2 separate regions of the Mus musculus genome follow, and region 2 is linked to region 1. The links are chromatin contacts, called in public HiChIP or PLAC-seq maps. All regions are on one chromosome and are shown on one strand. Each heading gives the region's core, a stretch centred on a gene start, on an enhancer-like site or on the middle of the called end of the contact. The rest is flanking DNA. Distances are from core to core; before and after follow the strand shown.

Region 1 (3,249 bases), core at 191-2,690:
AAAGAAATTAGGTGATGTGGCTGAGGAAACGGCTCAGCAGTAAAGAACACTTGTGACTCCTGTAGAGAGCCCGAGTCCAGTTCCTAGCACCCACAACGATCTGTAAGTCAATTTCCAGGGAATTCTGCATCTTCTCCCCAGGATCCTCATGAATGTCAGACAAAAGGAGCAAAGAGAGAAAGAAACAGAATTCAGGCATTAATTTCAATAAAAATGCTCTTACTTCTACTGTAACAGTAACTCGTCACACACAGCTACAGTAGACAAAAACCATATACAATCTTTAAAATCCCAAGTAACAAAGGAAAGGATACATTAACAACCTACACTTGCTATGAAACCCAGCTAAACCTTTTGAGTTTTTAAAAGTCATAAAGTTTGTTTCCATTATGGTAAACAACTTAGCTTAAACCCTGACAGAACATTCACCACGCTGCTGTGTTGAGGCAAGAGACTGTGCACTTTGGAAAGCTTACTACAGGCCTTCAGAACTGAGAGGCCTCCCTTCCTGTCCTCGCCCTCTGACTACCTCGGGAAGGGTTTAGGGCAGGGTTTTTCCACCTGCGGGTCACACGCCCACAAGATTGCAAACCAGGTATTTATTCACATTATGCTTCCAACAGTAGGAAAATTGCAATTATAATATAGCAACAAAATAACTTCATGGCGGGGGGGGGGGGGGCGTGTCACCACAACATGAACAAAGGGTTGCAGGATTAGGAAGGTTGAGAATCAATGTTCTAGGGGGCTGGAAAGATGACTCCGTGGTTAGGATTACTTACTGCTGTTCCAGAGAACCCAGGTTCGAGTCCCAATATCCCACATCTTGGCTCACAACCACCACTCCAGTTCTAGAGGAACGCCCCTCTTTTATCCTCTGCGGGTGTACATAAAACACCCATACAAATAAAAAGTTTGGTTTTGGTGGTGGTGGTGGTGGTGGTGGTGGTGGTGGTGGTGGTGGTGGAGGAGGAGGAGGAGGAGGAGGTGGTGGTTCTAGTTTATCATGATACCTTCAAATCCTACTACCTGGATCGGGGCTCCCTCGAGTCCGAGCTCCGTGTAGGAGATCGGGGTGCTCTCTAACGTGGGTCTCCCTCAGATCAAGGTTCTCTCAAGTGGAGCTCCTTCAGTTCGGGGTAAAGCAGTTCAGAACCTCAAGCAGGGTTCCATAGCGGGAACTCCCTCGGGCAGAGGCTCCTCCGATCCCGGCTCTCCAGCCGGTTCCCTCCTGTTAGGACTGGTGTCCGCATCCGCCAAACTGGCGCCTCGGCGCAGAGGAAACCCAAACTCTCCAACCGTCCGCTCACCTGGGACCTCCACGGCGGCGAGCCACATGTGAGGGAGGCGCTTCCGGCAGACGTTGACGCCAACGGCTCGGGGCGGGGAGGGGCGTCACGCAGACATCGCTAGAGGAGCGCCGAGCGCGCCCTGGCCGCGGCGGCGTCGCGCGTCCGCGGCCTAGCCCGGCGTGCCCGCTCCGTCAGGCGGTCATGGGGCGGCCACCGAGAACCGCGAGCGCGGGAGGACGTAGGGCGCGGGGACCCGGCTAGCCGGTCGTCGTACGGAGTCCTACGGCGGGCAACCGATACGGAAGCAGCCGGTGCCGGGGCGGCGGCGGGGCAGCGGGAGCCGCCTGGGATGTTCAGTGAGTGCGGGCGGGGCGCGGGACAGGGCGGGGGGGGGGAGGGGACGCGGGGGAGGGGCCTCGGGCGGGAGAGCGCGCGCGCGCGCGCCCGCCCCTGCGCAGTCCCGGCCCTGCTCGCGCGCGCGCGGGTCCGAGCGACCCCGCACGTGGCGGCCCCGGCTGCACGCGCCCGGAGACCCCGCGGCCCCGCCGGGCGCCCTCGCGCGGAGCCAACTGCGAGCTCACGAGGGCGCTCGGCGGAAGTGGGCAGCGGACGGAGGGCTCGCGGCTGCCGCGGGGAGACGCGGCCCCGCGGACCTCGCAGGCGCTGTGGCTCCGGCGTCGAGAGGTGAGTTTTCCCCTTCGCCGGGACCGGCAGGTGGAGGATAGCCTCGGGGCTCTGCCGGGAGTCCCGTCCAGTCCGACCCGCCCTATTAGAAAGTGAAGTAGGAAGGGAGTCTGCCTTTCTCCAGGTTACAGACTTTTTGGCTGTAACCTGGGGCTGAGTGTCACGGATGGAGTTGGTGACCGCAGAGACTTAGAGTTGCAAGCCGTGTAGCAGGCGAGCTTGCTGCCTCGGTTTCTTCTCCTGTAAAATGGGAGGGTAATTTAAGCCCAGACTCTGCTGGTAGTGGTGGCGCACTCCGTAATCCCCACACTCTGTAGGCTGAGGCAGAAAGATTGCTGCGAATTGTTGGCCATCCTGGTGTACGAAGTGAGTTCTGCACCAGTCTAAACCACAGAGTGAGACTTGGTCTAAATACACGTGCATACACACACACATACACATATGAGAGCCTTGTTTTATGAACTATAAAGCGAATATTAAATCAGAAAACCCAAAATGTCAGTTTGTGCCTTCAGTATTTGCCATCAGTAATAAATAAATTTGGTTCGTGTGTTTTGGGACAGTCTTCCAACTGTGAGATTTGTGTGTACTTCTGTCACTGAAGAGAGGCAAAAACCTCTTCTGACTACTTAGTAACTGGTTATTCTTTTTGTTACTCTGTCACAATCTATGAACAACATCTGGGGACAAAAGAAGGGGCTTTGCTTCTTTTCTGACTTGTTTTAGCTTGACCTTGTGTGACGCCAGCGCTGCTCATTGAACACTACTTGAAGTCACGGTTCCAGCCTTCCACGTAGCCAATCAGCATGTTAGCTGATTAACTTGCAGGCTCTCGTTGACATAAGCATCAGTGAGCGGTTGGCCCAGTGCTCCCCTGCAGTCCCGTATGGGATCAGTGGAGCATAGGGTGCAGGCTCAGACACTGTCCACGAGACTGCGTTCCCTCCCATTCAGGAACTGCGTGACTTTGGGCAAGTTGTCTGATAACTACAGGCTTCAGCGTCCCACCTGAAGCGTTTACCTGCCTAATAGAGTAAAAGCAGATAGTCTGTGGGAAGTACTTAAGATGGCGTCTTACTCAGCAGCGGAATGTTAAGTAAACATTAGGTATCAATGGTAGTGTAGGACTGGGATGGTGTTCCAGGCTCTGGGAGTAGAAGGGCAAAGACCAGGAAGCCATTTGAGGAAGAGATAGCCAGACAGAGAGAGCATCAAGGTTTGTTCACACCAGGTGAGCATTTGTAAGGGTGCCTCCTTAGGAGAGGGCTTGGCC
Region 2 (3,264 bases), core at 150-2,649, 520 kb before region 1:
ATCTTTAATGGCAGCATTCAGAGGCAGAGAGGCAAGCAGATGTCTGTGGAATTGAGGCCATTCTGGTTTACAGAGTGAGTTCCAGATCAGTCAGGACTCACACACATACAAAAAGTAGTTTTCCTTAAAATCTAAAGCCCACAGGGCCAAGCACACACTGTGAGTTGAGCTTGCTCCTGACCCTCCCGAGTCCTGTGCCTCAGTCCACCCTGTGGTCTGACTGTGGTCCACATCTCCCTGGCCCTGCACACCACAGAGCTTTCTCCACAAGTGACACTGACCTTATTGGTCCTGCGGTAAAGCCTGGGGACCTCCAGGGCACTCTTGAGATAACTGAAGCAAGACTCACTCAGGTCCTGGACAATCCTGCTGCTCAGAGCCGGCACATGGGCAGACAAGGCACTCTGGGAGTCTTCCAGGGCCGCTGTGACACAGGGCAGTGGAATGAGTCACTGGTCCAGCTAGGGCGAGCTTCATTAAAATGTGACCATGGCGTTTAGAGTGTGCTAGCAAATCAGTTCATTAGTACAAAACAGCATTTCACTTACAGAAGTGAAATCAAAGAGCAAAACACTGAGACAGCTAAGGATTTACACTGGAGTCGAGGTGTTAGTCTAAACATCCCCGAGTCTACAGCCTCACACTTTACATTATTTTTTTTTCAAAAGATTTATTTATTTATTATATGTAAGTACACTGTAGCTGTCTTCAGACACTCCAGAAGAGGGAGTCAGATCTCGGATGGTTGTGAGCCACCATGTGGTTGCCAGGATTTGAACTCCGGACCTTCAGAAGAGCAGTCGGGTGCTCTTACCCATTGAGCCATCTCACCAGCCCCACGTTATTTCTTATTCAGAGTCTGCGTCTAAGTTCACTTCTTACCTGAGATAGACGAAAAATTCTTAAAGCCAATCATTTCGAGTTTCTGCTTGACCGTCTCCAGGAGGTCTGGAAGCTGAAACACATTTTGGACATTAGTTCCTTCTTTGAATCAGCACGAGCAGTCCTGCATCCACAACCTCAGACGTGAGTAACAAGTGTGGAAACCTAGGGCGGCGCTGTAGGTAAAGTCCTCACTGGCGGGCCAGGCTCTCACCACAGCAGCCACTGTGGGGCCGCTGGCTGCACGGCCACTGAAGGCAGAAAAGCAAAACCTCATTTTACAGCTCTCCATGACACCAGAACTGCTCACAGTAACTAGGCCATGTTCTCTCAGAACACACAATATATTTATGCAATCACACAAAATATAAACCGTGAAAAGCAAAATCTATTTGGAGGTGTAAACTTTATGTGTCCATAAAGTTCTCTAAATGCTGGGAGCAAAACAGGGGCCCAACAGAGAAAGTGGGTGGGGACTTTGATTGCATCAGCACTCTCAGACATCTGGGGCCCTGAAGTGAAGATGATTACAGGCCAGCCCACTGTAGGCCGCGCGCAAGCAGAGCTGAGCAGAGGAGGAAGAGCGGAGCCTGCTTATGCGGAGGGTCAGCTTTCTCCTGAGAGCAAGGAGCAGTGGGCACAGCTCGTGACAGCAGGGATCAGGACCCAGAGTGTGGCCCCCTCAGAGGCCACTGTGGAGGGAAACATCCCGTAGGACAGAATGTCCTCGTCGGCTGCACGGGGCCCGCCCACAGTTCACAGATCCAGTGTCCAGTGCAGCGAAGCTCACCCATTCCTGCAGCCTGCCCAGGTCTGAGACCACATACACCAGCTGAGTGCTAGAAATGGACGCGGCGCTTGCTTCTGAAGCATGGCTTCCTTGGTCTTCCGAAGGGTCTTTGCTGCCAGTCAAAGGCTTTTTAGTCTCCTTGGCACTCTCATTAGAAACGGGCCTGACAGAAAGCTGAAAAAGGATTTCAACGATCAAACACTCCCTCGGAGACACGGGGCATTTGTACATGCTCAGCAGCTCTGCACACACACAGGCTGCAGGGTACAGCATGTCTATCTCAGGCAGGTTGGGCCCTGCTGTTCTTAGAACTGTGTCTTCTGGGACAGCCAGTGGGGTAGGAAAGCCTGAGGAAGTCTGGGAGCAGAGTGGGTAAGGAGAGACACACCCCAACTTCCACAGAGCTCCCCCTCCTCCTGGCACCTCAGCTCACAGGTATATCTTCACCACAGCCACACGCCGAGGCCATTTTGCCAATTTACAAAGAACCAGAGACTCAAGTCCACAGGGCAAGGGGTGGCAGAGCTACACCGGACTGCAGCTGCCCTAAGCCTGCGCTCTGCTCCGGAGAGGATGGGCCTGCACTGCACTGACCTTTGTGGTGTGCTTCTTTTTAAAGACTGTCTCCCTGTTTCTAGACTTCTGCACTGTGAGGACTGGCTTGTGCATCTGTCACTGAGGGTGTCCCTGAGGTGGCTCTGAACACTGATGTCTGCAAGGACCTAAAGTTGTCGCTCAGCTCCTAGAGGCACCAACCTCCTGGGGACAAGAGCATGGGCTTCACGGTGTGCAGAGAGCTAACACACTGGCTGCAGAGGGTCAGGAGAGCCTAACATGCAGGTGACTACGTCTGCTTCGATGATCACCTCACTGTTTAAAACTTAAACCTATTTTTTTACTTTTATTTCTAATATTTCTCATTAAAATGAACATTTTATTTTCAGGGTGCTTTAGGAATCTGATTTTGAGAAAGTCACTAGGATGGGAATTCTCAGTAATTAACCCTGAGCATGTGGCCAGGTGCCCACTGCTGGATCTGACCCAACAGGACACTCTGGATGTCCTGTGTGTGTTTAGCCACAGCCCCTCCTGGTCCTCCCAGTGCTAGCTGGGTAGAGGAGGCTGCATGGTGCCCACTCACCTCACTGACAAACACAGAGAATCTGGCCAGAATCTGCAGCGTGAGCCTCCACAGACGGTGTGCCAACAAAGGTAGGAACATCTCATCGGACCAGCATTTGCCCAGGCTGATCCATGTTCTGTGAGAAGCCAAAAGGCAATACGGACTTCCAGCTGGAGAAAAAGCATGGACTGAGGGCACACTGTCCCGTTATGGCTGCCATCTAACTCTAGGCATTGGCACATAACTCAAAGTAAAGAACAGGGCATGCTGTGGACCTGCGGCCAACAGAGTTGCTAGAACAGCCCAAGGCCTCGGGTCTTCACTGTGATGTTTGGTAACTCACCTGACAGGTTCCAGGCATGGGAGTTAGCATCAAACACGATGCTCACCTGTCTTAACGGTGCTTTCTACCACACAGCACACGCAATGGCAATGGTGTGTGGCAGCGTGCAAGCTTGCATTTCAGTTT

Evidence for each region. HiChIP or PLAC-seq counts read pairs in DNA pulled down with a chosen protein or histone mark.
Region 2: a contact with region 1 is called in an H3K27ac HiChIP or PLAC-seq map of embryonic stem cells, with 2.2 times the contacts expected there. The contact joins the enhancer-like site here to the promoter of Taf5l in region 1. A contact is called at or near these places in 3 of 39 promoter capture datasets (the 3T3-L1 cell line, HPC-7-derived erythroid cells and liver), 8 of 115 datasets of contacts at active chromatin or transcription factors (astrocytes, bone marrow-derived macrophages, craniofacial prominence and 2 more) and 2 of 9 other capture datasets (embryonic stem cells and liver).

What each region holds. Positions count from the first base shown.
Region 1 is chr8:124,019,588-124,022,836 of GRCm38.p6, reverse strand. Taf5l (TATA-box binding protein associated factor 5 like) reads left to right here and starts at 1,440. Exons shown (of 5, transcript NM_133966.3): 1 at 1,440-1,648. It overlaps Urb2 (URB2 ribosome biogenesis 2 homolog (S. cerevisiae)), which reads right to left and starts at 1,340. Exons shown (of 10, transcript NM_001368414.1): 1 at 1,311-1,340. Mir1967 (microRNA 1967) reads right to left here and starts at 196; the gene lies at 115-196.
Region 2 is chr8:124,543,711-124,546,974 of GRCm38.p6, reverse strand. Cog2 (component of oligomeric golgi complex 2) reads right to left here. Exons shown (of 18, transcript NM_029746.3): 12 at 2,814-2,965; 13 at 1,673-1,846; 14 at 883-955; 15 at 282-424. Among named protein-coding and RNA genes, the nearest start is that of Agt, 24 kb to the left of the region's middle. Within about 2 kb of position 1,399, at least 19 of the 459 cell types and tissues checked have an H3K27ac peak or open chromatin away from gene starts, as enhancers often do. A contact at or near this core is called in embryonic stem cells, where this site is marked.